Regions from separate parts of the Arachis hypogaea genome. Here region 2 is linked to region 1. The links are chromatin contacts, called in public Hi-C maps. All regions are on one chromosome and are shown on one strand. The core of a region is the stretch at or near the end of the contact, and the rest is flanking DNA. Distances in the headings are between cores, read along the strand shown.

Region 1 (6,125 bases), core at 1,608-4,107:
TAACAAGCAAGTTAACACCTTTTACTTTAAACCAAAATAAATTATTTTAAAATTGAGCAGTGTAAATATTTGGCAGGTAAAGCGTTGTCAAGCGGAAATCAATACTATTTCTTCAGCAAAGTGAAGGAAAAAAGAATAACAGAAAATGGGTATTGGAAGGAAATAGGTGAAAGTGAAGCAATATTGTCATCAACGTTTGAGAAGAAAGTAGGGACAAAGAAGAACCTTGTATTCCACATAGGAGAAGCTCCACACGGCATTGAAACCAGTTGGGTCATGCAAGAATATCATATTTGCCCATCCTCTAACATTATTTCTACAACTAGAGCCAGAAGAAAACACGTAAGTCACTACCCACATCCACTATATATAGGTTTAACTTCTTTTTAGATGTTATTTTTTTTTTCATTTGTGAAAAATTTACGAACATCTAATTAAATTAAAACAGGATCATCAAATTTGGAGCAAATGGGTTTTGTGCAAAGTGTATGAAAAGAAGGGGTCCGTACGAGGTGTAAACTACTGTAGCGACGATGATGACAGTGGGACAGAGCTATCTTGGCTTGACGAAATTTATCTCTCGTTGGATGATGATCTGGAAGAAATTAGCGTCTCCATTTTAGATTGAATATGTATCAATTACCTGAATTTTAGGTTTAATATATATGTAACGGTGCCGCTATATATGTTGATACTACTGTATATTGAATTGGGAGTTCAATGAAAATGATTATACCTTCACTAAATATTTTAAATGGAAGACAATTGAACAATAAATTCTAAAATTTGGTTCAATAAAATAAAAATACATTGCATTTTATTTTATCCACCTAAATAAAATACTTTAATATACTATTTGCACACTTAGTAAATTGAACATTTAATATATTTATTATTTATATTATTTAATATTTTCATTATCTACCTATATTTTTCCATTCTAAATAATATTTAACTAGTTTTTGTTCTTTTCTACTATCTTAAGTCTTAACTGAGTGAAGCTAATCCAAAGGTATAAATAATATTTTAAAGGTAAGTGTACCTTTTTAGAGAAAAAAAATAGACATATAATAATACACATTTAATGAATACTTAAAAATATAATAATTTATATAATTTTAATATTATAAAAATATTTTTTGATATTTATTTTTAATATATATATTTAATAAAAAAAAGTATGAACAATTATTTAATTTTTTTTACCAAATTTTTAATTTATTGATACTTATTTTTGTAAATCTATAATTCACCTTATACAATATAGACTTATTTATTTGTACTTCTAAAAAAGTAGAAGCAGAAAATAAGTAATTTTTCCCTTTTTTAAAAAGCACTTAGAAATTTACTTCTAAGATTTATAGAAGAATTTAGATTGGCTAAAATAAAAATATTAGTAAAATAATAAAGCTAATTAATAAGGAATTAATCATCATTAAAATTGTACCTCCCATTATATATGAATCATATTACTTTAATTTAAAAATAATTCATTTTTTTATTTTATTACTTTATCAAATTTTTTATTTTAAAAGAATTTAGTTCTCCATAAAAAGTAGCGAAATTAAAGAAAGAGAAAATCTGCAAAAGATTAAGATTACTAATTTCTTTCAATATATTCTAAAAGAAAAATATGTTTATTTAGAAAATATAAAATATTAACCACTACATGAATCCTCATGCGATTTTTCAATTGCATTATCTTAAAAATGATATCTAATCATATTGTGATTATTATTTGTTATATTTAAAAATTTAATTTCATTTTAAAATTAAAAATTCTCTATTCTGTACACACGATGTGTTTATATCTAAAACATGTGTTACATATAATCATATATTACATATTATTCTTTAAATAAAATATTTTAATTAAAAGATCATTAAAAGATAACATAATTAGTATATTTTATTAAAAACCTACGTAGTTATTTTATTTTATATCAATAGGTAAATATAATAAAATAACTATACCTTTTAATTTTCAAAATTACCATGTTATGTAAAATAGTTTTTTTCATAACTATAATTATAAATTTATGTAAAAATGATTTAATAAATACATAAAATATTTACTAAAAAGTAGTTCTATAAATATAAAATATTTTTTATTTTTATTTCTGAGGAAATACTTCTCTCAACCTAATAAACAAACAAGTCTAACATTAAGGCTTTAATTAGAGAATAAACCTTTTTCAAATGAGAAAAGTAATGGGACCAATATTATACGACAAATATTACAACCAACTTTAACATAAAGAAAAATTATATGAATCTTTAATAGATTTTTTATTGGGCTTATTTTTTTGGTGTACTTATATTAGGCTTATTTGATAGTCTGTTATAATATTGATTAAAATTGACTATTGTAGTATTAATTCTCTATCTTTACTTTTTTTTTTAAATAAAGTAAAAAGAAAAGTTCAAAAGTTGGTTGAATAGTGATTAAAATAAATTATTGAAAAGTTTATTCTCAAACATTTTTCTTTATTCTTTATTTTCTTTTGGCAGGAAACCTTTTTTTTTTTGGTTTATACTGGTATCAATCAAGCCGAAAGTCCAATGATTAATTCTGAGGCACACAAAGTGAACATCCCTCCCAAATAAGCAAGTTCCATTTTTATCCTTCGATGAATATCGAATTTAGAAGAGATGGTTAAGGGACACAGACCCTCATCCCTCTGCACCAACTTGCGTATCAATTATGTACAATATTTTCGGCCTCTTGTTTTTAATTTCCTTGGTCCTAGTACAATTAGCGCATTCCAAAACCAAAATATCAATAAATTTCCTTGATAAAAAAAAAAAAAAAAACGATATGAAAACATATATTGGGTCAATAAAGGCCGAATAAATGGGCTTGAGAAAGGTTGTTGAATCCACAATCCTTATCATTCAATCCTCATTCCGCAGCGCACGAGGCTAAATCCAAAACAAATTATTATAAAAAGCTCAATATTAAATTAAATTAAATGTTTCTTGTTAAAACTGGGTTCACCTCACCGGAAGTGTCGTGCTTCTGTTGTTCGGTTGTTCCTCCAATCTGCTACGATGTGGATATCGAAGACCATCTTCAACCACTTCAAATCCAGGCTCAACTTCACACCTAACTATGCACCACTATCTCTTCCTCTCCGCGCCGATTTGCATCCACCATAGCTCAAAATCCTTCCACCTTCAATTCCATCCACGATGCTAACCAGGTCTCTCTCTCTCTCTCTCTCTCTCTCTCTCTCTCTCTCTTAGAATGCATGCTGATTGGGTCATTAACTCGTAATTTTCTACGACAGACTGTATTTCTACGTATGTTTCTTTGATTATCCTCTCAATTAGTACTATCTGATCTCTTTAATTTATTTTTTCTGTATATATATTTAATTTACTGGAGTAAAGATTTCTTGTTCTTTTATCATCTTCATCAGCAATATATAATTTTTTATTTTACTCCGATATGTATTTATTTTTGGAATGATTTTTCTCCACATTTATAGTTTCCGTGGAACTGTAAATGGACTTACACGAGTCTCAATTACTGGACTTGGGCCCGAGGCCCAAATAGAAAACCCTAGTTTCAATCCCTATATAATGACCTGACAGGAAGCACTGCAGTTACTGCAGTACCATCGTCGCAATGTTCGCATTCAAGTTTGAAACAGCATTTCTAGTGCTATAATTATAAGTCTGTGTGTTGTTTGTGTGTGCGTATGTTCATATGAGAAAGCAAGGTAGCTTCTTGACGAGACTTCGATTAATATACGGTCCTCGTCAATCCTGTTTTACAAACTTGCAATATCATAATCAGCAGTGTCACTCGTCTGAATTTGATTTCTCCTGATCTTTCAGGCCCTTTATCACTGCTACATTTTCCCACCTCTTTTATTATTATTATTATTATTATTATTATTATTATTATTATTATTATTATTATTTCACTTCGGAACTGATTTGAGCAAACGCACTCTGTCCCTAAACCGTGCTTTGACACGAATGTTTTGAGGCAATTTCTTCGTTTGCGAAAGTAATGTCATTCCATTAAACCATGAATTTGCTTGTCTGGGCTTGTATCACATGCCTATCGGGTGCGTTGATGGACTACACTTCTTTGTTTCTGAAATAAATCCCCAATCTCAGGTTATACTTTACTCGTATTAGGTTATAAAAAGTTTACAAACTTTAGAAGGCCCGTAATATTTGTTAAGATCCAAAATTGCAAAATCTACTTTTAAAGATATGAAATTGGAAAATGTTTTATCATCGATGAACCTTAATCCCGCTTTAACGATGAAATAATTGACCAATTCGTAAGGAATATGGTGACTCTGATTAATAAAGATCCTATTGGAAAGTGAAACCTCTAGCTAATAAGTATGAAACCGTGAAACTTGATGACCTAATTGCAAGGTGAAATCCTTGATTCAAAATTTGAAAATTTCGTAGTTGGAATACTCGTCTGAGCTTACACAAATTTAAATAGTATTTTTTATATACCCTGGTCATAATAATTGAATCCTGAGCACTGAAATGTTGCATTCTAATTCGTGACGTAAATTGGGATATATGACACCAAATGTAATAAACTGAAGTAGTACTGCACCACATAATTGATAATTTCATATTTCCAAATTCCAATATATAACTAGTGTGAATTCAGCCTTTACTCTCTCTGGTTTGAAATCTGTAACTGCAGTGATGCGCTGCTTAATTTATATGCATGTTTGCATAACTGGATACAGCAGGTTATCGATTTTCCTGGAGGAACAGTGAAGTTCATCCCGGAAATGAGATTTATATCTGAATCATCTCCACAGAGAATACCCTGCTACCGTGTCCTCGACGACGATGGACAGCCTCTGGCCAATAATTTTGTCCAGGTTTTAAACTGATCCACCATTCCATTGTTCATGCATTTTCCTAATGGAAAAATTTGAAAACGAAATTGATGAATTTCATTGATGTTAGGTTAGTGAGGAAGTTGCTGTAAGGATGTACAGTAACATGGTTACACTACAAATTATGGACACCATTTTCTATGAAGCGCAAAGGCAGGGCAGAATATCTTTTTATGCAACGACCATTGGAGAAGAGGCAATAAATATTGCATCAGCTGCAGCTCTTACTAGGGATGATGTTATTTTCCCTCAGGTTAAAAGCATAATTGGAAATCAAGCATCTTAGGCTCTAGTTATGCAGTTATCATCTTAGTTATCAGAATTTTAGGAGAGGCCTAATGATTCGAAATAATGTAACTGTAAATGTTATCCTATATGCAGTATAGGGAACCAGGACCCCTGTTATGGCGTGGTTTCACATTGCAAGAAATTGCACACCAGTGTTTTTCCAATAAATATGACAATGGAAAAGGACGGCAAATGCCAATACATTATGGGTCCAACAAGCATAATTACTTTACTGTAGCATCAACTGTTGCGTAAGTATTGAAGGCTTCCATTTACAGGCACAATTTTTTGTTTTTTGGGTGTGTGTTTTAGCGGTTAACAGTCTAATGGTGCATAAAATACAATGTTTAACCATATTTACAGCACACAAGTTCCCCATGCTGTTGGAGCTGCATATTCTTTAAAGATGGACAAAAAAGATGCATGTTCTATCACTTACTTTGGTGATGGTGGCTCAAGTGAGGTAATTATACAGTTGTCTTAACCACAGGCGATTTCTCCTTTTACTGCAATAGGAAGTTCTGTAGCATTTAAACCCAGCATGGGTCTAAACCATAAGTTTTATTCTTGAAAATTTTATTAAAGGAATTCAAATAATGCGAGTTTCATTGAATGTTTGCGAGGAGTGCTTACTATGATTTTATTTCTGTTGCAACCAGATATCTCAGTAAATATGTGGTTTCATTTGCAATAATTAGTGTAAAGTGAAGTGCTTTCACCTTGTAAATTCTAATGCATTCTGTAACACCAGGGAGATTTCCATGCTGCCTTAAATTTTGCAGCAGTTATGGAGGCGCCAGTTATTTTCCTGTGCCGAAACAATGGATGGGCTATCAGCACCCCAACTTCGGATCAATTTCGAAGTAAAATTTTCCCCTCTTATTTCAATATTGCATCTTTGGTTAGGTTTCTACTTTCTGGCAATGTCATTGCACATTCAATGTAAAC
Region 2 (6,125 bases), core at 2,264-4,763, 170 kb before region 1:
TTGCTTTTACAGCAATGCCATCCCCTATAATTATGCTTTTGTTTGAAAATTTTTTTTATTTAAATTCAATTTATATCAATGGTTTTCTGTCATATTACGTGCCAGAATTTGATGAAGAAGAGATGTGTGAGGAAGCAACTGATTCTGAACTGAACTTGAATTGTGAAATGGAAATGCCACTAGAGGCTTCCCTTGAATAAAATATGAAATTTCTTATGTCAAATGCTTTCCGGCATCCTACGCTTCGGACATTAAACCTTTTCTTTCTCTTGAAATTCGGGTATGGCTCAGGATCAGGATCCTCCAAAACCTTCAGTTTGTTGGTGCTATTGGCTTCCTCGCAACCAACATAGAGAACTTCTATTCTGATTTTGATCATATGTTTGCTTGCACAAGGAGCAAAAGAAAGTTTTGAAGGGCCTTATGGACACATCCTTTGTGTACGTGACTACGTGTATATCATCATATGGCACTTTGCCATTACCATTCAGGCATTTTAGAACAATGTAAAATATATATATATATATATATATATATATATATATATATATATATATATATATAGAATAAGTTTGAATTGATTTTTGAAAAAGTACTTTTTTTTATTTAATAAACAAAAATAATTTTATATTTAGATAGACTTTTTAAAAAGAGTTTTTAATAATTAAAAATGTCTTTTGTTTTCGTTTTTTTTAAAACAAAATATTGTTAGTTTTTAAAAAAAAAACTTTTTTTTAATAAAAGTACTTTTGTTAAAAAATATATCCAAATAAGTTTGAAACTAAATAAAAATAAAAAAGTATTTTTTTTACTTAAAAAAATCAATTCAAACTAACACTTAATTTTTCAGAATGTAGAGTTGTAAATCTCATAATTCAGTTGTAGAATCATCCTACTTTTGCTATTTTTAAGAACAATACTATTGAACTAGAGAATTGGACAATTTGTATTTTATAAAAGAAATTACCGAGAGAGACATGGGTTTGAATTAAGTAATAATAAAAAACATAAAGCAACATCATTTCATGTTAATACAACTCTTTGGCAATGACCAGACATATATACATATTTTATAAACAGCTGTTTGAAGAAAAATCCAACTCATGTGAACCAGAGACAATGTCACCATAATGTTAGATGATGATGCTCTTCGAGCATCTATATCTAAGAAATACATAAGAAATGAACCTGTAGATTAAGATAAAGCACAATATCATTCCAAGATTCTTCCATCTACTATTTTCCCCACCATACCCTTTTTCTTTAAGCACGTCTTCTCCCTTTACCAAACATGCCCCAAACATGTATTCCAAGCATTTCTTTGAGTTGGAGAACTCATTTATTAGAAAGCCTTCAAAAGGATACTTGTATAGAGACACATAATGCATGAAAATCCAGTACTTAGGAATCTCATATTTTGATATGAAGTAACCAGAGAACAAAAAGAATGAACCAATGACACCAGAAATCACTGCATTCCCAACAATGAAGTTTGGCACCAGAGCACTGAAACACACCACCACGGAATTCGCCGTGTAAAGAATTAGCCAAATTATCAACAAGAAGTTCAAGAATGTTGCGAAGTTCTTGTTTAGGCCAACGAGCCAATATAAGGGCATTGTGAATAAAATGGCAAGAATGAGTAGAAATGGCAAGAAAACTAAGGCATTGGCAATAGCATAGGATGATACTCTATAGCTTCCACTAGAGGTTTCCCTCATTAGAATCTCCCTTTCTTGCAGAAAAATTGGTAGAGCTTCTGTCGTGCATGATAACAAAAATGTTAGTATGAAAGCAAATAGACCAACCCTTTCTTGTGCTCCTTCTAGACCTTCCTTGAGATGACAAAAGACAGAGCCTAAAACCAGCCCAGAAATCAGCATCTGAACTGTCCTACATGCGAAGAGCTCCTTCGTGCGAAGAATGATTTTGGCAAACCTATGAGTGAGAATAATAGTTTCTCTCAATCTAGAATTAGCAAACTCACAAGTGAAATCCATTTCCTCATTTATCATTCCAACATCAGTTACCTTGGATTGTTGAAAGAGCTGCTGCAGAGTAAACCTACCACTTCTACTCTCGCCTCGATCATTGCCTTTCTTCCGTGGTGCAGTTCCTCGCAATCTTTGTGGCACTTGCTGCTGATCTTCTTCACATTTTTGTTGCTGCTGAATGGTATCAATGGACTCAATGGCGAATTCAACTACGTTAACATGAAGAGGAAGCTCTAAACCCATTAACCTTAGATTCGCACCTAGCAAATCCACAGTGCCATGGTGCAACACAGAGCCATTGGCTAACAACAATATTGAATTGAACATTTTCACTATTCTGAACCCAGGTTGATGGATACTGAAGATTATAGTTCGTCCCCTCGATTCGGACATGACTTTTAGCATACCAATTATCTGCATTGCACTAGTACTGTCGAGGCCTGAAGTTGGTTCATCCAGAATCAGCACTTTTGGATCATGTACTACTTCTATGGCAATTGAAACGCGGCGCTTCTCGCCACCGGATATTCCACGAACCTTTTCATCTCCGACTCTAGTCCTAGAAACATGGCCAAGACCAAGTTCCTGAATCAGTGACTTCACTCTGGAGCATAGTTGTTGCTTAGGAAGATTCAGCCTTAACTTTGCACTAAACATCAATGTTTCTTCAACCGTAAGTAATGGAAATAAGATATCTTTTTGTGTTACATACCCCGAATTCTTCCTGATCTGTGCTTTATCTACAGGTTTCTTGTTCACCAAGATAGACCCTTTTGTCGGACAAACTTTGCCGGCAAGAATCTCAAGGAGGGATGATTTTCCAGCCCCACTTGGACCAACAACTGCCAGAACTTCCGACGGCTTCGCCACGCAGTTCACATCCCAGAGAATGTGCCTAACTCTGCTGCAGAATGATCTGTGATCATTAGTTCTTGCTTCCTCTGCTGGTTCTGGTGCCTCTCCATGTTCTTCATTATTCAGTTGTGGAGGTTTTCTGAAGATCTTGAAAGTTTGCTCTGTTGTGCCTGTGCAAATCTTGTAGTTGATGCCTATTGCTTCAACCTCACACCCTTGCTTCTTCATAACACTTTGTTTTCCAAAATCTTTCTTTGTTTTTCTTCAGTTCTCTTAATTTATTTACAAATCAATTTCAAATGTTATTGTTTATTTCTTTCTCTTTTTTAAATTCAGGGCTTTGGCCTCTACTGACTCTGAAACATTGAGTGCTTCAATCTTGATTCCTGTATTGAATGAGTAAATAGTTCACATGCACTTGTACAGGGCATAACTCTGCCAAATTGTTAGGTGACATGGAAAATACAAGATTCTGCTTTTGACCAATTATATCAACTACTCGTAAGAATAATCCTACTAGAATTATTCAATCCCTTTAATATTCGAACCTTGAGCCTTTCTCTTACAATAACAACCATTTAGATAGAATAATTTAGTTTACATGTGTGAGTAAGATAGAGTGAGCAATCCAGTGGGCTATGCAGTAAGTAGAAAAACAATTGGAGGATGCCAACTGTAAATGGTTTGGGTCTTCTTATAACACTTAACAACAGTAAACCCTTCAAACCTCTTTTAGACATACAGTATTATTTATGAATTATGATATCTGCATATCTTTTCTTTTGGCATTGCTTTAACGTCATTTTAGATTTTGTTCATAAGCAAGATTTGCTGACTAAATTAGTTATTTTAACACTAAGAGATTGGCTTTAGTAAATTATTTTAACTTGCTCCAGGGACTGTGATTACAGAAGGCACCAGAAAAGAAGAGTTCAGAAATTGGAATTAACAAAGTAATGGTGCAAACTGTAAACTATGTATCTATAATTCTATATATAATTTTTGGAAACAGTACTCAAGAGAGAACCTTTTTTTAAGGTCAATTAGAGTCACATTCTGACTTGCTTAGGGGTCTTCCTGTACGCAACTCATTATTAAATCAAATAATAATACTATATAATAATAGCATTTATGATTCTTTGTTGTGGATTAATTAAGAAGAAAGCATTTATAACCTAAAGAGGAGTTTTCTTAAGTTTTTTTCTCTTTTATTCTGATCTTTTTTTAATAACTTAGCTTTGCCCGTGAACCTTCAATTATTCATCAGTCATCACCAACTCGGATCCACCCCACTGAGAAAATAGAAATTCAGCATCCAAAGACCAGCTACATCGATTAATTAATTAATTCTAACCGGCTTGTCCTTAGCTACCTACACGTTATATATATATATATATATATATATATGAGCATAAACTTGTATCTGTTTTCTCTTTATTTTCTCTGTGATGAGTACGGATCGGAATTGATGATTTTTGGGGCATTCAATTTCTCTTAAAAATGTTAAGCATCAGAGTTAATAAGGATAAAATAAAGTAATTAAAATTTTTGAATGAAAAATAAATAGAATTGAACAAGAATTTAAACAATAATAAAAATAATATGATAAAGTAGTAAAATTACAATCTCTCACAATACATAAAAAAGTCTATAATATTTTTTTATATATTATAAAAATTCATGCAAAGAAATTACACATAAAAAAATATTTTACTATTTTTCTCTTTAAGTTTCACTTATTAATTCTATGTAAAACATGACATACATTAATAAATACTTTAACTCCTATATATAATAATTTTGGGGAAGTGCATTTGATTTACAAATTATGCACAAATTGTATATTATGAACCACTTGCACAAATTGCATAAGTGTGTACTTAAGTTTTCTTTCATATTCATCTTTATTAAATTATATGACAAATTGATACATATCAATTTAATCTTATCATCATATAACAATTCATTCTTTTGACTAACTCAAAAATTACAACTAAGCTATCTTATTTTCAAGTTGTAATTTTTTTACTAGAACTTTGACTATGTAAGTTGGACAACTTTGCAAGTAGTTTCATTCGTTTTTCAATTTGATAAAAAGACATATTTTATTCTAGATCAAGCTTAAATTCTATAATGCTTTTTAATTTTGTACAAATTTCAACTTATTCCACTTGTAACTTCTAACCATTTTTGTTGACTTCAAATAAAAAGAAGAATTTTACTTCTTATTTTCACAATTTTTCACTTAAAATTATTCTTTTTGTGTATTCATACTGCTCATATTTTTAATAGGTCAAGAGAAGATCTGCACCAACTAAATTTATCTGTATTGATTGGTTTTGTTATGATATCTGTAAGATTGTTGTTGGTGTGAATTTTCTGCATATCCACTTTTTCTTCCTCTACTACTTCACAAACAAAATGATATTGAATGCCTATGTGCTTCGTTCTTGAGTGAAAGCTTGGATTTCTTATTATATGCAAGACATTCTGATTGTCATAAAATATTGGAATCATATCCTGATTGTGTTCGAATTCCTCCATTAACCTTTGCAATCAAATTGCTTTCTTACAAGATTGCGTAGCTACCATATATTCAGCTTCTGTAGTTGATAATGCTACTACTACTTGTAATTTTGATAACTAGCTTACTGCATCTCCTACAAATATAAACATATAGCCTGTAATGGACTTTCTTTTGTCAAGGTCTCCTGCAAAATCAGATTCAACATAACATTTAATAGTAAATTCAGGTCCTCCAAAATATAAAGCAACATCAGAGGATCCTTTGATATATTCAAAGATTCTTTTTACAACACTCTAGTGCTCTTTTTCTGAATTCGCCATGAACTTATCGACCATCGCAATAGATTGAGCGATATCTAATCTTGTCCAAATTATGCCATACATAAGACTTCCCACTGGAGATGGCTACGGTACTTGAGACATTTCTATCTTTTTTGCTTCACTGCTAGGACACATCTCAGAAGATAATTTAAAATTGACAAGAAGTAGTATAGATATTGGTTTACACTCTTGCATGTTGAGGCGCTGCAAGACCTTCCTCAAATAATGTTCTTGGGATAGCCAAATCTTCCTATCTTTCTGTCTCAGCAAATCTGCATCTCCAAAATCTTGTTTGCTGGTCTCAGATCCTTCATATCGAACTCCCTAACCAACTGAGTCTTTAATTCCTGGACATGATCTTTGTTGGGGCCTATCACTAACATGTCATCCATGTACAATAGTAGAATGATGAAATCACCATTACTAGAC

What was found. A called contact is a pair of places that touch in the nucleus more often than the background predicts.
Region 2: a Hi-C map of leaf shows a contact between it and region 1, with 2.4 times the contacts expected there. The contact joins the promoter of LOC112715942 here to the promoter of LOC112715939 in region 1. A contact is called at or near these places in 2 of 8 Hi-C or Micro-C datasets (both in leaf).

The regions. Positions count from the first base shown.
Region 1 is chr10:92,395,514-92,401,638 of arahy.Tifrunner.gnm2.J5K5, reverse strand. LOC112715939 (2-oxoisovalerate dehydrogenase subunit alpha 2, mitochondrial) reads left to right here and starts at 2,857. Exons shown (of 9, transcript XM_025767771.2): 1 at 2,857-3,203; 2 at 4,737-4,871; 3 at 4,960-5,142; 4 at 5,271-5,428; 5 at 5,541-5,640; 6 at 5,929-6,040. The coding sequence starts at 4,779. It overlaps LOC112715940 (NAC domain-containing protein 104), which reads left to right. Exons shown (of 3, transcript XM_025767776.3): 2 at 77-342; 3 at 449-746. The coding sequence ends at 628.
Region 2 is chr10:92,563,173-92,569,297 of arahy.Tifrunner.gnm2.J5K5, reverse strand. LOC112715942 (ABC transporter G family member 5-like) reads right to left here and starts at 3,513. Exons shown (of 1, transcript XM_025767778.3): 1 at 1,005-3,513. The coding sequence starts at 3,077. The coding sequence ends at 1,134.